Linked DNA regions of Gossypium arboreum: region 2 is linked to region 1. Evidence: chromatin contacts called from public Hi-C data. All regions are on one chromosome and are shown on one strand. Each heading gives the region's core, a stretch centred on a gene start, on an enhancer-like site or on the middle of the called end of the contact. The rest is flanking DNA. Distances are from core to core; before and after follow the strand shown. Region 1 holds the start of LOC108467519 (26S proteasome non-ATPase regulatory subunit 7 homolog B-like). Region 2 holds the start of LOC108458344 (glycerol-3-phosphate 2-O-acyltransferase 6-like).

Region 1 (3,620 bases), core at 113-2,612:
ATTTTTAATATATATGAGCAGTGCATCCTATTATAGAAAATTAGTATTTACATAATTTAAGCGCCTAAATTACAGTTGCAGCCACTCAATAATTAGTAATTTTTTTTGTCACTCAACTACAAAAAGTTATAAAATAATTTTTTAATTATTCAATTTTTTCTTTTTGGTTATCGATCGTTAAATGATTGATGGGGAGATGATGTGTTAGCTTTTAAAATTAATATAATAGCAATTTTAACCCTCAACATTTATACATTATATCAATTTAATTCTGATTCTAAAAGTTAACCCTTAACGTTTACATATTGTATAATTTGGTCTTTCTCTTTTCTTTTCTTTTTTCTATTTTCCTTTTCTTTGTGTCTCTTCCACCTAAAAGTCTAAAAAAAATTATCAACTAAAATCTTAAAAATCAACTAAATTTAATTGGAAATATAATAAAATGGACACACGAAAATCTCAAGATAATAAATTTTCATCCTTTCTCATTTATTTAAAACTAATTTTCAATGTCATTAATAAAAGTAAAACTGTAAAAAAAAAAATTATACAATGCGTAAATGTTGAGAGTTAATTTTTTGAAACTAAGACTAAATTAGCACAATATATAAATGTTGAGAGTTAAAATTGCTATTATACCAATTTTAGAAGTTGTCAAGTATTCTTTAGGTTAATAATTTAACAACGGGTGATTAAAAAAGGTAAATTTTGAATAGTTGGGTGATCAAAAAAAAATCAAATAGTTGAATGACCATTTTATAATTTTTCATAGTTGAATAACAAAAAAAATAGTTGGGTGATATTTTCACTTAAAACTAAAAAACTATATTTTTTTTGGGTAAATTGCATCAATGTTACTAAACTATTAGTACTTTTACATTTTGTCACTCAACTTCAACAGTTACGAAATGGTCATTCAACTATTTAAAAGTATTCGTTTAAGTCACTGGGCTGTTAAAATCGTTGTTATATGGCCTTCTCTATTCGCACCGTTTGTATTTTTCTAAAGTTCAATTTTTCTCAAGAAATAGCTTTAAATGCCACCAATATGCGAATCAAAATCTAAACAGTTTTTTTCTTTAATCTTTGACATTGACTGTCAAATCGACTTGAACTTAAGGAATGTTCTTCTACTTATCGATGAATACTGATCTATCTTACTGATTATCAAATTTTTGCTTTGAGTTCGCTACTTGAAGTTTTTTAAAAAAAAATTAATAATCTAATAATTTAAATAATTTTTTAAAAATATTTTAATGACTTAAATAATTTTTTAAATAATTTAGTGATTTAAATAAAAATTTTAAATAATTTAATAATAATTTTGTAAAGTTGAATATCCTAAAATGTAAATTTAGTAATGGTTTAGTAATTTTTGGTAAGGTTTACCCATATTTTTTTTTTCACAATATTTTGAAAAACCAGTTTTTGCAAACCAAGCAGAAGATTCGGTGTTTATTTGGTTTCCTTTGCGGCAAGAAATACAGAGTAGAGATTAGAGAAGAAGGCAGGCAAGGCAAAGCAAGAAGAAAAGGCAGAGAGAGAAAAGGACTAAAATAGAAATGGACGTGATCAAAACACAGCAAATATCGTCTCGGCCGATTGAGAAGGTGATAGTCCACCCTTTGGTTCTCCTCAGTATCGTGGACAACTACAATCGCGTCGCCAAAGACACCCGTAAGCGCGTCATCGGAGTCCTTCTTGGCACCTCCTTCAAAGGCACCGTTGACGTCACCAACAGCTATGCAGGTTCCCCCTTGGTTTCTTGGAAATTCCTTCTAGATCTGCTTTGTTTTGATTTCTGATTTCGTAATGCTGTCTTCTGAAATCTTATCTTCTTATCCATGCAAGATTACTCCTTTTGAGATTAAATTTTGGGTTTTAGGGTTTTACTTTAAGGACTGTTGAGTTTGGGTTTAAGGCAATTTGTTAGGTTCCATGACCTAAATTTCCGTATTATTATTATTATTATTATTCAATTTTCAGTGCCTTTTGAGGAAGATGAGAAGGACCCGAGTATATGGTTCCTTGACCACAACTACCATGAATCAATGTTTTCAATGTTCAAAAGGATTAATGGTAACTCTTTTCTCAACTTGGCCAATTTTAATTTCTTATTTATTTCTCCTTTCTTGTTTTGGATGAGGGGAAGTTATATTCTTTCTCTGGATTTCTGAACCTATGAGATCTGTTGCAGCCAAGGAGCATGTTGTTGGTTGGTATAGCACTGGCCCAAAATTACGGGAAAATGATCTAGACATTCACAGATTATTCCACAAGTATGATTCTTTTGGGTTTCATTTCTTATTTAGCTTTTCATGTCATTTTGAAGTTCATTCCATTGATTGACTGCTTTTGGTGTTTCGGCTATGTCCCAAATCCTGTCTTGGTGATTATTGATGTCCAACCTAAGGAGTTGGGGATACCCACTAAGGCCTACTATGATGTTGAAGAGGTCAAGGAGGTATGGACAATTAGGATGCGCCTTCTGTGTGTGTGTGTGTAGCCAGAAGGGCTTAAACTGTTGAGGCAGATAGGCACCCCTTTGGATGTTAAATGAGACTGCAACTATAATAACCTTTCTCTAAAGAGTGCCACCTTTTGTTCATATTTGGTGAGCATTTGAACTAATACAGCAGTAATGTTGCAGAATGCTACTCAAAAGAGTCAAAAGGTTTTTGTTCATGTTCCATCTGAAATTGCTGCTCACGAAGTTGAGGAGATTGGTATGCCATTTGATGAAATTTGGTGTCATCTTTTCAGGATATTACCCTTGTGGTTAAGATAACCCCTTTTTCACCTGCAAACAGGAGTGGAACACTTGCTTAGGGATGTAAAGGATACAACAATTAGTACACTTGCAACTGAGGTTTCTTTTTTACTTCCGTCTCAACTTATTTTATTGTCAAATCTAAATACCTTCGTAATTAAAGCTTTTAGTTTTGTGGAAAATTGAAGCTCTATTTGAACAATGAGAAAAAGTGTGTACATATACCTTAGTCTTTTCTACAGGTCACAGGGAAACTCACAGCTTTGAAGGGTTTGGATGCGAGGTTACGGGAGATACGCGGTTACCTTGATCTTGTTATTGATGAGAAGCTTCCTTTGAATCATGAAATACTTTACCATTTACAGTTAAACTAAGTTGAGTGAAAGCTGAAAATGAAGCTAAAGATATTTTACAATTATGAACTTTAGGTTTTAATATTCTGGATTAGCTTAATGTATCTAGAATATGAAGTGGAGTATATATACTTGTGAATGTTTTCTAGTTAGTGTCCATCTTGCTCCTGGTCTGCTATGTTAAAACTACAGGATGTGTTCAACTTACTGCCAAACCTAAACGTAAATGATTTAATCAAGGCTTTTGCAGGTAATACAAAATTAACGAGTGTCAAAAATTGCTGAAAGTGCTCATTTTTCAGATTAGATGGCGATATTTGTTAAGTTTTGAAGTTCTGATCCAGATTTTCCGTTTATTGCATTACAAACAAATGATATGATGTTGGTTATGTATCTGTCGTCTCTCATTCGAAGTGTAATTGCACTCCATAACTTGATCAACAACAAGGTGAGAAACCAACTCGTAATATCACCATTATATTAGAACCATGCTGGAG
Region 2 (3,208 bases), core at 272-2,771, 160 kb before region 1:
AATAAAAAAAATCATTGAAAAAAGAAGAGACGAAAGAAAAATAAAAAAGATGAGATGAATAGTTTTTTTAGTTATGGTTTAGGTTTAAAAATTTTAATTAATTAAATTTTTTAATTAAAAATCTATTTTCATCTAGAAATCTAAGTTGGCACCTAAAATCTAGTTGGACTGCCACGTAGGATTACCGTTAGAGAGATAACGGAATTTGACGGTAGAGTGATCACTTCGTAACAAAATAATAACATAAGTGACTAAAACGTAACATTTCAAACATAAGTGACTAAAATGTAACCTGGACAAACAAAAGTGACTATTTTATAGATTACCCAAAAAAAATTAACTTTTAATTGCAAAACTATACTTTATTATTTTTATACATGTTTTAGTATATAAATTAGCAATAAATTAATTCAATTAGTAATATTTAGTCACTATTGTGCCTTAATTTTATCAAAGAGAAAGAAATAATTTATTTTAAAAAGTCATATTTTTACTAGAATTTTATTTATTTTTCAAAATTTAAATTTAAATTTATAATAAGCAAACTAGGCATAAATATTTACAAAAATACAAAAAGTGACATTCTATTTAATATAACGGGAGGGGTGGGATAAAGCCGTTCAAGAATCTGATTCAAATAATAATAATAATAATAATAATAATAATAATAGCCTATTAAGATTAAGGCAGAAGCCAATAATTTTGGATATTTTGCCATCCTACTACAAAAGTTGCGGAAAGTGAAGCCAAAATATAAAGCCCTTGAGCTACCTCCAGCTGGTTCAACTGCATTACCCTCATCCCACCCGTTTTGAATTCAATGTTTTACACTCAAAATTAGCTATATATTAGTATACTTTTTCTTTTATCCTTACAGGCCTGGTTCCGTTTTTTTTTTTTTTTTAAGGATTAATGGCCACATGCTACCTATTTTTTGGTCACTTTCACTAGACAAAACTCTCATGCTAAATCAACAAATAATTTATCATTGAATTAAATATTATATGACCCAAAAATTCGACGACAGACGGCTATCTTTCTAACCTAATTTCGGTAGAATTTACGCTTGGATTAAGCAATTGGGAATTTTTTTTATAGACTTGTCTGCGCAAGTAAAACAAGTAATTTACAACAAATTTGGCTGCTTCTTGTTGAAGTTATAGTAAAATACTAATACCCAAGAAATATGTACCATTATACATTTTATTTTTGAGGTCGATTGAATGAAAAGTAAAAAGTGATATTTACATATCATTTATTAAATAAAATTGTTGATAAAACTTAAATCTTGATATTTATCGAATTAATCGGGACTTTTTACTCTTGAGAAAAAAAGAGAGGGTGTTTTAATAAGCGGCGTGGCCGGCGCCTGGAAACTAAAAAAGTAGGCTAATTGAATGAAATGATGGTGTTGGTGTCCACCTCCAACTACTCCGACCCCTCTTCACAACTGCCCAGGTTTATACGTAAAATACATGTATATATTTGTGTTGGTAAACGTTAATTACTCTATTTATTGATAACGTTTTTTTTTTATCAATGAGAAACTATTGGTCTCGACCACGGTTTTCTCATGCTACATAAAGCCAGCGAATCGCTTCAACAATATCATTGCCATTGTCTCTTACACTCCTTTATTTCTAAAAGGGAAAAAACCATTAACCCTCTTCTTCCTGCTTTGCTCTTCCCATAGTCATGGGGGCTCACCCTTGTTTTCAACCTGTTTCGAAATGTATCAGCGAGGGAAGATCAAATCAGACGGTGGCTGCTGATTTTGATGGAACCCTTCTTGTGTCACGTAGTGCTTTCCCTTACTACATGCTTATTGCCCTCGAAGCTGGCAGCCTGTTAAGAGCACTGCTTCTCTTACTATCCGTTCCAGTCGTGTATTTTACCTACTTGTTCATCTCTGAATCTTTCGCCATTAATACCTTCATTTTCATCTCCTTTGCCGGGTTAAAGATAAGAGACATTGAGCTGGTTTCCAGGTCTGTGTTGCCAAAGTTTTATACAGACGATGTTCACCCCGAGACTTGGAGAGTTTTCAGCTCCTTTGGTAAAAGATACATTATTACCGCAAATCCTAGAATAATGGTGGAACCTTTTGCCAAGATATTTCTAGGAGCTGACAAGGTTATTGGAACGGAGCTGCAAGTGACAAAAACAGGCAGGGCAACTGGGTTTACAATTAAACCAGGAGTTCTCGTCGGAGAACACAAAAGGGCTGCCATCTTGAAGGAATTTGGCACTGAATTACCAGATTTAGGCCTGGGAGACAGAGAAACTGACCATTATTTCATGTCATTATGCAAGGTTCTTAATCACATAACAAACCCTTCCCTTTTCTTTACCGTCATAATAATTGAACTTTTCAAGCTGTTTCCTAAATTGGTATAGGTTCTTAAAACAGATTCCTCAAACATAATTATTAACTATGTGTTTACAAAAAGGTTGGTGAGAGTATTTATGCTCCATAAAGTTTTGTTTGATATTTCTCCTGATGTCTTTCTCAGCCTTTAGATAGCTGCTGGCTTTTTATAGTTACAACTTAAATTTCTAATGGTCCACATGGTCCCCTACTAATCTCTTCAATTTCGTTATACCATGATTAATGACTCGTGAAACTGAGATTGTCAACTTCAACATGCAATTTAATTTTCACATTTTCAGGCCATTTTTACTCCAATCCTATCCTTGTGATGTTCAATATGTAGTTGTAGCCATAGATATTGAAACTAATGATTCTAATCTTCGATTTAACTCTGTTTTTGTTATAAAACAAACTACCCCATATACATGACGCTAGCTAGTTTTAATTATGCATGGTCTAGCTCTTAAGTTGATGTGTTGTGTGTGTGCAGGAAGGATACATGGTGCCAAGAAGCAAATGCGAGCCATTACCAAAAACCAAGCTTCTAAGCTCTGTTATATTTCATGAAGGACGGCTGGTCCAAAGACCAACCCCATTGGCTGCCCTCTTGACCTTCCTATGGCTTCCTATTGGCTTCATCCTCTCCCTACTAAGGGTCTATCTCAACATCCCTTTGCCTGAGAGAATTGCTCGGTACAATTACATGATCCTAGGAATCAAATTGATTGTTAAGGGTACCCCACCAGCTGCACCTAAGAAAGGCCAAAGTGGAGTCCTCTTTGTTTGCAACCATAGAACAGTTTTAGACCCAGTTGTGACAGCCGTTGCCCTAGGCCG

Evidence for each region. Hi-C and Micro-C count contacts between places; a contact is called where the count stands out from the background.
Region 2: a contact with region 1 is called in a Hi-C map of leaf, with 2.4 times the contacts expected there. The contact joins the promoter of LOC108458344 here to the promoter of LOC108467519 in region 1. A contact is called at or near these places in 2 of 5 Hi-C or Micro-C datasets (both in leaf).

What each region holds. Positions count from the first base shown.
Region 1 is chr4:109,077,970-109,081,589 of ASM2569848v2, reverse strand. LOC108467519 (26S proteasome non-ATPase regulatory subunit 7 homolog B-like) reads left to right here and starts at 1,362. Exons shown (of 8, transcript XM_017768161.2): 1 at 1,362-1,749; 2 at 1,987-2,079; 3 at 2,198-2,288; 4 at 2,320-2,464; 5 at 2,651-2,726; 6 at 2,811-2,869; 7 at 3,013-3,571. The coding sequence starts at 1,563. The coding sequence ends at 3,144.
Region 2 is chr4:109,241,635-109,244,842 of ASM2569848v2, reverse strand. LOC108458344 (glycerol-3-phosphate 2-O-acyltransferase 6-like) reads left to right here and starts at 1,521. Exons shown (of 2, transcript XM_017757699.2): 1 at 1,521-2,313; 2 at 2,862-3,208. The coding sequence starts at 1,696.